2 separate regions of the Ovis aries genome follow, and region 2 is linked to region 1. The links are chromatin contacts, called in public Hi-C maps. All regions are on one chromosome and are shown on one strand. The core of a region is the stretch at or near the end of the contact, and the rest is flanking DNA. Distances in the headings are between cores, read along the strand shown. Region 1 overlaps LOC121819871 (a long non-coding RNA gene). Region 2 holds the start of PDGFRA (platelet derived growth factor receptor alpha).

Evidence for each region. Hi-C and Micro-C count contacts between places; a contact is called where the count stands out from the background.
Region 2: a Hi-C map of tail adipose tissue shows a contact between it and region 1, with 10 times the contacts expected there. The contact joins the promoter of PDGFRA here to the enhancer-like site in region 1. A contact is called at or near these places in 8 of 16 Hi-C or Micro-C datasets (hypothalamus, liver, mixed tissues and 4 more).

The regions. Positions count from the first base shown.
Region 1 is chr6:69,925,945-69,932,438 of ARS-UI_Ramb_v3.0, reverse strand. It overlaps LOC121819871 (a long non-coding RNA gene), which reads left to right. Exons shown (of 5, transcript XR_009601044.1): 2 at 823-1,019. Among named protein-coding and RNA genes, the nearest start is that of LNX1, 52 kb to the right of the region's middle. Within about 2 kb of position 4,113, at least 10 of the 54 cell types and tissues checked have an H3K27ac peak or open chromatin away from gene starts, as enhancers often do. A contact at or near this core is called in liver, where this site is marked.
Region 2 is chr6:70,432,533-70,439,026 of ARS-UI_Ramb_v3.0, reverse strand. PDGFRA (platelet derived growth factor receptor alpha) reads right to left here and starts at 2,915. Exons shown (of 24, transcript XM_060417114.1): 1 at 2,847-2,915; 2 at 1,165-1,380.

The DNA of each region.
Region 1 (6,494 bases), core at 2,864-5,363:
GCACAATCCAGGGCAGCCCACAAACCCCAAGATACCACCTTGCAGAAGTTTTGCTCTGGCTCTGAGCTTTAAACTAGGTAACCACCTATTGATAAATGGAGCTTCCAAAATACACACAGGGACCACCTGTTTGGCTAATTCCAAGTATTTTACATTCGACTTCAGTAAATTGTTTAACACAGCTCCCTCTACTGGGCTGTTAGTGACGCTGAAGCTTTTGGTTTCAAAACCAGGGAGAAAGGTTTTGAAACCAAAACCTTTCAGCTACCACCGGTTGAGCCGACAGAATCAATGAGGAAATAGCATTGCTGATGTGAAAATCCTAACGGGTATTTGAGTGGGACCCTTCGGGGTTTTGCCAGTGCCTTTTGGGTCTGCCACCTTGCACCTCAGTAACTTGCCATCTGGGAAAAGGGGGTCAGCAGTCCTGATGGGCTTCCCAAGAGGTGTACGGGTTAATACAGCGTTTGTTTCTAGGAACAACTGTGATTCCAAGTTTAGCTCCACAGGAAGTCGACAAGCACAAGAAACAGCAGGGCAAAGGTGTCCCCAAAAGCCAGCCAAAACACATTCGCAAATGGGGACCCTTTCAAAATAAAAGCCGACCGAAAGCAAGGCAGGCTGCTCTCCCAAGAGTCTGATCTGGGACAATCAGCGCGAGTTCCAGGTTTGAACCAAGGCCCATTTGTGACCTTTGTTCTGACCATTAAAGACTCTTAAATAGGACAGTCCAGATTTGCTTCTTTCATCCTGAATCAGGAAGCTCTACAGTAAGGGATGAGGCAAAGAGAGTCCCTGAAAATTTGTCTCCTTTGTCTACAGGGCTCAGGGTGATCCTGGTCCCACTGAGCATGTGGAGTGAAGATTTCCTTCAGCCCAGCCTACGTGACACACCCACCCCTCTGCACCTGTCTACATGTCTGCCCAGACCCTAAGTAAGCATCATCTGTGTTGGAGATTGAGAGAATCCAATAAAGCAAACGGAGATCAAAATGACAGTGCTGATACAAGCTGGCTTGGTGAGTGCGGCTTTGATTATATTAGCCAAGTGGCTTTTTAATCTCTCCCTCTGTACTGAATGTACTTCCCAGGCTCTTGCCGGGAAGGTTACAAAGAGTCTGTTCCCCGCAAAAGCCTGGCTCTGTAAAGTTTACGGCACAGGGGAGCAGGAGGAAAGATCCCGGCCAAAGAATGACTGACTCATTCTCCCAGTTCCCTCTCCTGGACTCACAGATCAGATAAGTCATTCCTCTCCCCCTGGGGAGATGAATAAAGTGGTGGCAAGAGTCCAGGAGCTGTGCTCTGGTGGAGGTGTCCACATGGAAGGAAGCATCAAGAGACGGAAATAAGTGTCCCCTGTGCATGGATACAGGTGGGTGTACACACACACGCACACACACACCCACCAGCACCTCCTGCAAAGATCAACTCGAGGCTCCATCGTGGGCTTCATAGCCTGTGATGATGTCTGTGTGTGTGCTAAGCCACTTCAATCGTGTCTGACTTGTTGCCACGCTACGGATTGTAGCCCACCAGGCTCCTCTGTCCACGGGATTCTCCATGGACAGAGGAGCAAGAATATTGGAAAAGGTTTCCATGCCCTCCTCCATGGGATCTTCCTGACCCAGGGACTGAACCCATGTCTCTTACATCTCCTGCGTTGGCAGGTGGTCCTTTACCACTAGTGCCACCTGGGAATCAGTCTCCTTAGCATTGTGCTCCTCCACTGTTTCCTTTCTACCTCCTCCATTAGGACTTGAACTCCCAGAAGGCAAGATTGTATTCCATTACTTTTTTTCTTCCAATTTTATTGAGAAATAATTGGTATATATTATTGCATAAGTTTAAGATGCAAAGTGTGATGGTTTGATTTCCATATATTGTGAAATGATTGCCATGATAGATATAGATAAATTTTACCATCTCATTAATATACAATTTAAAAACTTTCTTCTTGAGAGAAGATTTATCTGGACTTTTTCACTAATCATGATTTTAAGATTCTTCTATATTGTTGAATGTATTAATATTTCTTTTGCTTGCTGAGCAGTATTCCATTGTATGGACATACTAGACTTTATTCTTGGGTTCAGCAGTTGATAAGCTATTTTGTTCCTTTTCTTTCTTTTTCTTCTAGTTTTATTGAGAAATAATTGACATGGCACTGTATAAGGTTAAGGTATACAGCATAATGATTTGACTTACATATGTCATGAAATGATTATCACAATAAGTTTAGAGAACATTCATCATCTCACAAAGACACACACAAAAAAAGAAAAAAATATCCTTGCGATGAGAACTCTTAGTATTTATTCTCTTAACAACGTTCATGTATAACGTACAGCGGTGTGATCATGTTGTATGCATTGCATATCTCTGTTTACCTGGAATTCGCACAAAGTAGATGCTTGAGAAATGTTTCTGGGCTGGCTGGCTGGATGGATGGATGGACAGATGAATAACATGAATATAGAATAAAACTTTGGGAACCCAGAGAGATAGGGCTTTTTTCTTTATATAAACTAAGGCTTTGACTCAGTCTTAGGGCTGCCTCAGGCCTGGGGCGATCCTAGAGCAACCCCGGAAGCAGCCAGCTGCACAGAGGCTGCCAGAGTAGAGAAGATCTGGTGTGTGTGTGTGTTAGTCGCTCAGTCGTGTCCAACTCTGCGACCCCATGGTCTGTGGCCCGCCAGGCTTCTCTGTCCATGGAATTCTCCAGGCAAGAATACTGGAGTGGATTGCCATTCCCTTCTCCAGAGGAACTTCCCAACCCAGGATCAAACCCTGGTCTCCTGCATCACAGGCAGATTCTTTACCATTTGAGCTACAGGGAAGTAAGATCTGGATCTGAACTAAATTCTTCTGAATGCCAGGGTTTCCCAGGTTATATCAGTCCCCTGCTGGACCTCCCCGGCCTGGCTCTGGCCCCTTGGTCTGAGTGTGGACCTTTCCAATGTAGGGTTCCTCCTAGCTCCCCACATGCTTCCCTCCCTCTCTCCTGCAGACTGGCACACCTGCTAGTTCCTAGCCAGAGACTTGGTTTGGGGATCTTCAACCTGAGAAACTTAAGACCCTCTCACAACCGAAGTACAACTGTCAATAAAATATGAGCTAAATATTCACATACTACACATCATGCTATTTCTTTTTGGCCTGTGTAGACTTAAATAGCATCTTGCCTAGAGAACATAACATGCCCAATAAATATTGGTTAAGTAAGGAATTGATCAATATAATATATTTAATTACACTGAGAATGAGTAGGGGAGCTTGGATTTTGCCCAAGGAAGACTATGGAAAAGAGGTGGTATAAGCCCCTATGGACTGTTTTCTAGGACATCTGAGGTGTGAAAACTAGCCCTACAGGCTTGAGTGTGTTCCACCTCTGCTGTATCATCGACACACCCTATAATACTTCTATAAATATAGGAAATTACAGTTTACTCTTCTGAAGTCTTCTGGAGATTACCATCACACCTATCTCATAGGCTTGCTCAATGAGAAATAAAATGAAACAGCATAAAATGCTTAGTATAGTATCAGGCACATAGTTTTTTAACCAATATCTTTTTAAGTTGCTGATGCTGTTTTGTTATTTTTTTTTTTTTGAGTCAGGATTCTGGGGCAACTCAGGGGGAAAAGATCATTATTGGTGTTCAGGGGCAGTGTGGAGGTGGTAAAGCTGAGGGTGGCATCACAGCTGTGTCACAGCTCTGTGAAGCTCCAGATATGCACAGATGGAATGGTTTTCTGCAAAAAGAAGAAGTGTAAATGGGGTCAGAGGAGCTTACAGGAGCTCAGAGAGAGTTTGAAGAGGGTTCAATCACAAAGGCACATAGGAAGGCTCGAAAGGAGAAGGCACAAAGCTCAAAAGAAAGCCCTGACAAGGAAGCCTCGCGGTCTGACCTGGAGAGCTTGCTAGTGGGCTCCCACTCACACTCCATCCTGTAAAGTGGGTGGGGAGAGAGAGACAGAGACTCAGAGAGAGGAGCCGGCCCGGCTCACACCTGCTGCCGGCCCACCCAGCTATCCCTCAGACCTGGCTTCCTGCCTCTCTGGTGAGGGATGTGTCCCTTGGCTCAGTAGCCATCAAAGGTCTTAGAGCATAGAGGGACATCTGCCAGGGAAAACAAAGGGACCCCGCCCTCTGCTGCTGGGGAAATCTCTTGAGGATGCTCTAGAGTACTGTCCGCACATGGAGGCAAGCAGCTCATCAGCGCTGGGGACCTTGAGGGATGCTGGAGAGACTCTGCAGAGTCAGGGGGGAAAGTCCGCGGGCTATTTTAGGCCAGGCCCAGACTGGAGTCAATGGAAGTTTTGTTTATGTAACATCTGCCGAAGGCCCTTTGGAGAGAATGACCCCGGGCTCCCCGCCGGGGCTGTAGTGAGCAGGGGTGGGATGGAAGCTTCCTGTTGTTCTTGGCCGGGCCGCCCAGCTGGTGGTGCAGCTCCCCTCCTGGAGCTCTTGGTTTTGCTCCGCCCGCTCCTTCCAATCACCCTCACTTCAGCTTCCTTCCTCCGGCGCAGTGCGGGCAGGGTGTCCCTCAGAGGGGGTGACTCAGGCTCTGGACCCCACAGAGCTGCCCCCTTGACCCCAGGCCTCCCTGCTCACTCTATGTCTTGGATGTTCCAGGGCGTCCTTCCTGCACATTTCCTTGGCTGCGGGTTTGCTATCAGACGCTACAGTTAGGGAACGGGGCGGGGTCTGAATCTAGCGCTGCCGTTGGGTCCTTGCTGATCTAGGGCAACTTGTAGGATCTCTTGAGTTTTTATTATATTCAAATATGTATATAAATACATCAGACAAAGCATATATGTCAATTTCCCTCCTATCAGCCTTATTCAAAGGCAGTCAGACTATTTTGGTATATTTTTTAAACACAGATTCTCTTGGTATGTTGTGTCCCTCCAAAATGTGTGTGCTGAATTCCTAATTCCCAAAGTGATGGTATTAGGTAGTGCAGTCTTAGATCATGAGGGTGGAGCCCACATGCATGGAATATTTTAAGGGTGGAGTCCGTATAAAAGAGCCTCCAGAGAGATCCGAGGTCCCTTGGCCAAGTGAGGACACTGCAGGAGGTCTGCAATCCAAAGGAGAGCCCTCAACATTAATCCTGGCACTCTAATCTCAGATTTCAGCCTCCTGAACTGTGAGAAATCTATTTTTATTGTTTATAAGCCACTCAGTCTATAGTGTTTTATGACAGCAGCCTGACCTAAGACCATTGGGAAGGATGGTGGTGGGAAGGATGGTGGTAGGAAGGAGAAGGACTTGTTTAAGGTTAAGGCATAAAGATGTACAAATCTGAAATGGACAGTTTGATGCAATCTGGTTATCTAGATATCTACCCATGTAACTGCTAGTCAGATCAAGACACAGAGTGTTTCCTTCACCCTTATGTGAACAGTTCCATCGTGTCTCTGTCTAATCAGTAACTTGTTCACACCCAATCTGCCCTTCTTAATCTGCTTAGGCTGCCATAAGAAAATAGCACAGGCTGGACTGTGTAAATAACAGAGACTCATCTCTCAGTTCTGGAGGCTGGAAGTCTGAAATCAGGGTTCCAGCTTGGTTGGGTTCTGGTGAGGGCTCTTTTTCGGGCTTGCAGATAGCCCCCTTCTCACTGTGTGTTCCCCGGACCTCTTATTTGTGCACCGAGCTCTTTGATGTCTCTTCTTATAAGCACACTGTTCCTATCAGATTGAAGATAGGGCCTCCCTGGTGGCTCAGAGGTTAAAGCGTCTGCCTCCAGTGCGGGAGACTGGGGTTCGATCCCTGGGTCGGGAAGATCCCTTGGAGAAGGAAATGGCAATCCACTCCAGTATTCTTGGCCTGGAGAATCCCATGGATGGAGAAGCCTAGTAGGTTACAGTCCATGGGGTCGCAAAGAGTCGGACACGACTAAGTGACTTCACCTTCACCTATCAGATTAGTGTGCTTGTGTGCATGGTCAGTCATGTCCGACTCTTTGTGACCCCATTGGCTGTAGCCTGCCAGGCTCTCCTGTCCAGGGAGTTTTTTTCAGGCAAGAATACTAGAGTGGGTTGCCATGTCCTCCTCCAGGAGATCTTCTTGACCCAGGGATCAAATTCAGGTCTTTTGTATTGGCAGGCAGATTCTTTACTACTGCGTCACCTGGGAAGCCAGGCCAGGGCCCCACCCTTATGAACTCACTTAACCTTAATGAGTTCTATAAAGGCTCTGTCTCCAAATACCATCACTTTGGAGGCTAGAACCTTAACACAGGCATTTTGGAGGAAGGCAGTTCAGATCTCAGCATTAGTACCGCTTCCTCCTCCTCCAGCCCCTGACTGTAGCCACTGCTTCACTTACAGTGCTTCAAATCTGAAAGCAACCCAATTGTCCATCAACACAAAAATGGATAAGAAAACACTGTTCAAGTAAAGTCACACAAAGGAATATATGCTACTGCAATTTACAAAGAGAATGTGTACTGGTACCTCGGATCCATTCTGGGCGTTCCTCTGAT
Region 2 (6,494 bases), core at 1,666-4,165, 510 kb before region 1:
CCTCCAGATTGCTCCTTCGCTTTTCGCTCTTACGCAATCAGGGGGTCCAGCCCCAACCCCCAGACTTCGACAACAACTGGGGGGCGGAGAGAAGCCGACCAGATGGGGTGGGGGGGAGGGGGAGGTGTTGATGCTCTGCCGAGAAAGAGGTTCGTGAAAATACATACTGCCCATCATTTCCAAAATGAGTTTGCCTCTTGATTTCGGGGGACAATTTCCTACACTGCTATGTTGCTTTGTATTTTCTTTGAAAGGAAGAAAAGGAACACGTAAAATTGCAGTTAATGCCCAAAGAGAATATAAATCTGGAGTCAAGAAGTGTCCCTTCTGTAGAAACCCCTAACCCACCCAGAATCCCGGCCGTCGGGAGAGGTCTCCGAGCCGTTGCGTCGACTTGAACCTGGGGTCTTTTAGGGAAAGTGCCGTATAGTTGCTAATCCTTTAATGGGATTAGGCAAGCTGTTGAGTCTAATATGAAGATGATGGGTGGTTTTTTTTCTTGGGCGGGCAGGGGGTTTGCTTTGGTTTGATTTTGTCCAAAGACAGATTTGAAGTAGGGTACAAAGAGTTGAGGGTCTGCCGTAGGTTTGGAACTTTCTCCGACAGAACGACCTTTACTCTCTTAAAGCACTTATCTTGTCTTGCCTTTGTTTTCATGGTTATCTGGGCGAGGTTGTCCTGGCTTCTATCACGCACACAAAAAGGCTCAGGCTTGATCGTCTGCGGAATCTTCTACAACCAGCCTGCTACCTCCGCGTTCAGGGGGAGGGTACAATTTGACTCTCCCCACACCCTCTCCCGACGCGTGGATCGGGCCGTACGGGTACACTAGGGATAAGAAGGGAGCCCCCAACCCTAGCCCTGGGGCCCCAGGCAGGAGACTAAGCCGGGAGAGGGCGATCCTGCTCGCGAAAGAAAGGGGGCGCTGACGCTCCAGGAACCAGACCTGGGCAGAGTGGGGCTTCCCAGCGAGGGCGGGGGAGGGGAGCGCGATTGCCTTCCCCACCTCCTCTAATTTCGAATTCTCTTGTTGGGTGGAGGGCTCAACCTTTACCACCACCCCCGACTCTGCCCCCCCCCCCCCCCCCCACACACACACTTGACAGTGGCCAGGGCGGCCTGGTTTAGGCTGGAATGTGGGACAGCCATCACCTTCTCCCTTACTTAGAGAGTGGACACGGAGCAGCCTGCAGGGGATGTTCACAGAGAAGTACTCGAAGGGGTGCTGTATGGAACTGCGACCGGCTCCTGGGGTGTCAGGTTCGTGAAGACGCCTGAGGCTGGGCTAGGGGCCTCATTCCTCCAGTCCTTCTGCGCAACCGCCTCCCGTGCATCTTCAGTTCGGATGACTGCACTGCTCACTATTACTTCCACATGTTCCTTCAGGAAATCATTGAAGGCAAATATATGAACAGCCCCTTGTTCGGAATGCTAACAGGATACCGTAATGTTTGTAGATAACGAACGGGGACTAAAGAACCCCCCAAAATCGGAGTGCGGAATAATAGGGGGAAAGCGGGTGCTGGATTTCATGCTAATAATAAAATCCAGCTGAGATGCAAATTTTTATACCACGGACTCGAGAGGGTAGGAGGCGAGGCAGGGCGCAGGGCCTACCCAGTAAGGCCTACTTTGCTGCTACGACATTGCCAGCCTGGTCAAGCCGGGATCTCCGGGACGCAGGCCTCTGCTCTCCCCGCCCACAAATGGTAACTTCACAGTTCCTTTCAGAGACGCTTAAAGGGACCCGAAAAGTGGACTGGGCCGGGGTGTCTTCGGGCCATAACTCCTCGCGAGTTTAAAACAGAGAGAACGGATGAGCAAGGAAGCACTCAGTCGTCCTTCTGGTAGTAATTACCTGCCTAATTTGAATGATGCCTTTGTTATGATCATTAACAAACATTTGCTAAAGGTTTCCATGTGTGACATTCCAGAAGGTTTAAAGGCCTGGGGAGCTGACTCCGGGGATGGAACACCGGTGGGGGGTGGCGCAAGGGAAGCAAATGGTTGGGAGATTTCCCCGAGCCTGGGCCGAGCAGATAGAGGGAGGTCAACATCTGCCTCCCCAGCAAAAGCAAAATAAACCCACTAGTCGGGAGCAACCTCGGGGCTGGAGGCCCACAAAAAGAGGCGGTTAGCTCCTTAAAATGAGTTCTGCCCACCCGCCCCTCCCACTGCTCATAGGCGGGTTTGAATCTTGCCGTCCGCCCTCCGCCGAGGTTCAGCGGATTGACTGCGCGCGTCTGTCAACAGGGGCGTCGCGGAGAGGTGGGGCGAGCCGAGTTTCCCTCTCCCAGTGTTGTTCTAAGATCCTTTCAGATTGCTCCCTCGATGCCCGGGGTCCTGGGTGGTCCAGGAGCCGCAGCGGGCAAGAAATGCCTCCTGGCCGAGGCGAACTGAGAGGTCTCTTCTCTGTCTGCTTCTGCCCGGGGCGTTGCGGGGGACCCACCACCCTGAGCTCCCGGAGGAGTGACCCTCGCCGGCTTGGGTACTTGAGCGAATGTCCCAGCCTCAACCCGGATTTTGATTTTCACCTCTTGTGTTTTTCCCTTGAGAGATCATCATGGAATTACGAATGAGGGTTTTTCCCTCAAACCCGCAGTCGAGGCGGCTGCGACCCTCTGGGAAGGAGGCCCAACTCGAGAGATGAGCCACGTTAGGGGAAGTTAGGGGAGCGTGGTGTTCTGGCGTGGCCTTGCGCATCTAGGCCCTCAGGCGACAATGAAATTGGAAGCAAGAGATGGAGCAGAGCCAGCCATCAAAAAGAGCCCCCCACCCGAAGTTTTTAAAACCAAATCCAAATGATCCCTGAAAACAAAACCAAAATCTCTCCCCGGCTCGCCTACCCAACTCCCGGGCGACCGCGACGGGCAGCAGCCCCGGGTCACACCTTTGAGTTTCGTGGGCGTTTCCCCGCTGAGTTGGCTTTCTGTTTCTCTTCTCCTTCTTCCCGGCGCTCCAGCTCCACCCCCCAGTTCTACTTTCCTCGGAGAATTCAGAAGGTACTTGGGCTTTGGAAGACCTCTGATTACAGCAGTTATCAAAGACGATAGTAGCGAAAATCACCTTTAAGCCAAGTCGCAGTTGGTCCTTTCAAATGAAGTTGGGGGTTTGTGGTGAGGGAGGGACGCACTTCTAGCTTTTTTTTTTTCCCCCCTAACTTTCTGAATTGAAAATAAAGGGCCATTTGGTGGCTGGGGGGCGGAGGGAGGCGCTAACTGTCCCATTTCCCACCCTCTTTCAATTCTTGTCTGAGCCTGCAAGAGACACCTCCCTGGGCCGGCAAGGGACCTTAGTGAGGAAGGCTCCGAGGAAGCTTGCGGATGGTGGGGTTCCCGCCCTTGCCTCGGGTCTGCCCCAGCTGAGGTTTGGAAGCTTGCTCTAGTCTCTGCAGCTCAGAATACAGAGGCCCAAGTCTTATTAAAAGAGGAGAAAGAGGGTCCAGACAGGCTCGTGTAACTTGGGGCGACAGTTCTCTCTGGGTCCCCCTAAACACCTCATCTTCTTGCTGGTGGCTGACTAAGGGTGCAGCGTCTCTTCTGGGTTCTTAGAGGCTTTCTCTTCAAAGCTTTGTCTCCAAAGAGAAGTCCAAAGCCATTCCCCGTGGCTGGAGACCAGCCGCGCCTCTGCTAGGGCTAGGGTTCCAAACACTTGAGCCTGCTTTGTGACCCGAGGACCATAGACTGTGAGCTCTGTTTCCCACTCTGACGAGCCCAGGGAAGGACTAAGCTCCCCAGAGCTGAGAAAGACATGGTGGGACTAGACCCCCCCTGGGTCTGGATTCTTGGATACCCTCTTCCTAGGGAGAGAGCACGGCTTTCTCAATATGGAGAGGGTTTTGCACCACCTACTCCCCTCTCCTTCTGTTAGACCTTTAGCTTTTAGTTACTTTTAATTTGAAAGCCGTGTGAGGGGAGAGGGAGGGATCGAGGAGATTGGGAGGTCTGCTCTTTATTAGGGGCCTCAGCATCCAGCTTTCCAACTCACAGCTGTGGCTTGGGAGGGGCAGGAGGGCTGGCTCTGTTTAGGTCAGCTTGACTGAAGAAAGGGCCTTGTCCTCAGGAAGTCCCAGGAGTAAGGCAAGGGCTAATGATGTTTAAAAAAAAAAAAAAAAGCAAAAGGCTTCCAGCAGAAACTGTGCGGTGCAAAGCCAGTGGAACCTGGGATCTGCAACTACATTAATTATAGTACAGAAGTTTGAGTGTGAGCCACATTATTTAATCAGGGTATTATTTTATTTAATCCCCCGAACAACCCTGTGGGTTGTGCATGATTACCCCCAATTAACAGATGAGCAAACAAAGTCAGAGGGGTTAAGCAGTTAGTGCACAGCAGTGCCAGTTTCTGCCTAACCATGTCCTGGGTTCCAGTTCCAGTGTGATCTAGTCAAGACAGGTCACATCTCTGAGCCTCAGTCTCCTCGTCTGTATGAATTGGCATGTCTGCACTTTGTCCCCAGATTGTTGAGACGGTTAAACAATATGAGGCAGGAGAAGCCCAGGAAGGCACTGGATAAAGTTTCTCTTTCTCAGGCACAGTCACTGACATACTCCTCTCCAGGTCCCTGCTTCCCCTGGATTGGCCTCAAGAATTGGGTGAATGCCAGTCTAGTTTTCTAGTTCATGGTCTCAATTAAAGGTGGGACAGGGGCATCTTGATTCCTAGCTATTACCCATCAATGTCTCAGGCCCTCTCAAAAACTGGGTCCTAGGCCAGAAGGCAGCAGGGAGCCAGGAAGGACCAGAACAAGCAGCCAGAATGAGAAGACAGGCCTGACACCTCCAAGAGAGGATCTGTAAGAAAGTCAGGAAGAAGGGATGCTGAGGCCTCAGTTTCGGGGAACCTGTGGTGAGAATCCGTGGGGGAGCTTCTGGGGTGTCTTGTAAGCTTGTGCACCAGGCACCCGGACTTTGAGAGGATGCACTTGGTAGGTCAACGTGTGCCATGCCTGCATCTAACACACAGTCACCTTCCTCCACCAGACATCCTCCAACCTTGATTTTGGAAGTTTCTCTTTCAGTTTTTCAATTCATTAAAGCTTATGGCACATCTAAAACTAACACAACATTGTAAATAAACTATAATGTATATATTTTTAATTTAAGTAAGTTAAAAAAAACGATGGCATGTGCCAGTCAGAGTTTGCTCTCCACTTTAGAGAATTGATTCATGGAATTCCCTGGTTTGCCTTCCTGGGTGGCACTAGTGGTAAAGAACCCACCTGCCATTGCAGGAGACATAAGAGACACAGGTTTGATCCCTGGATCGGGACAATCCCCTGGAGGAGGGCAGGGGAACCACTCGAGTATTCTTGCCTGGAGAATCCCCATGGACAGATAAGCCTGGCTGGCTGCAGTCCATAGGGTCACAAAGAGTCGGAAACGACTGAGCAACTTGACAGGCGTGCTGGTGGTCCAGTGGTTAGGACTCAGCACTTCCACTTCTGTGGGACCAGTTTCAATTCTTGGTCAGGGAGCTAAGATCCAAGCCATGTGAACGCCACCCCCCCCCTACCACCCCTGCAAAAAAAAAAAAAAAAGTGAGAGAGAAACAGTTGATTCATTGATTGAAAAAACATTTAATGAGCATACGCTTTGTGTCTAGCTCTCTAATAGGCATTAGGGTTACGGTAGCAAACAGAATGGATATGGTCTTTGCCATGAAGGAATTTGCTACAGTACTCTTGTCTAGCTACCAGTGCTCCCCACCCCAACCGCTGCAGCCTCACTGCTGGCTATTGAGAGGGGCCCCATTAGAATAACACTCATTATTTTCATGAGACTATTATGAAGAAGGTTAAAGAAGGCAGACCTCTTGAGTCGTGGGTCACAGAACCCCACCCCACCCCACCCCCGAACTCTCCAGAATGTGTACAACTGGGATCTCCAGCCTGGCCTGAGAGGAGCTTGTGTGTGTGTGATAGTTGCTTAGTTGTTGTGTCCCACTCTTTGAGACCCCATGGACTGTAGCCCACCAGGCTCCTCTGTCCGTGGGATTCTCCAGGCAAGAATACTGGAGTGCGGTGGTTGTTTCCTTCTCCAGGGGATCTTCCTGACCCAGGGCTGGAGCACAGGTCTCCTGCATTGCAGGCAGATTCTTTACCATTACACCTACCAGGGAAGAGAGGAACTTATCTTTATCCAATTCAAGACAATAAATATGTACTGAGCCAAAAATGCCCAAGACTCTATATCAAGGGTTGAGGATACAGCCCTGCCTACATAGAATTTATAGAATAGTTGAACAAGCAATTAACAAAGTTGGAATATAGTGCTGTCAGTGAATGTTAGGGTGCACAGTGATGTCAAAACACATAGGAGGAGCCTAACCCCAGCTCAGAGTTCAGAGAAGACTTCTTAGAGGGAAGAAACATCTCCTTTGTGAACCTAAGAATAATCTAGTTCTGGAAGACTCATGGACATGGGCTTAGAGGTGAGAGACAGCATGAAGTCATCAGCAGTAAAAAAAGTTTGGAATGACTAGAACTTGTATGG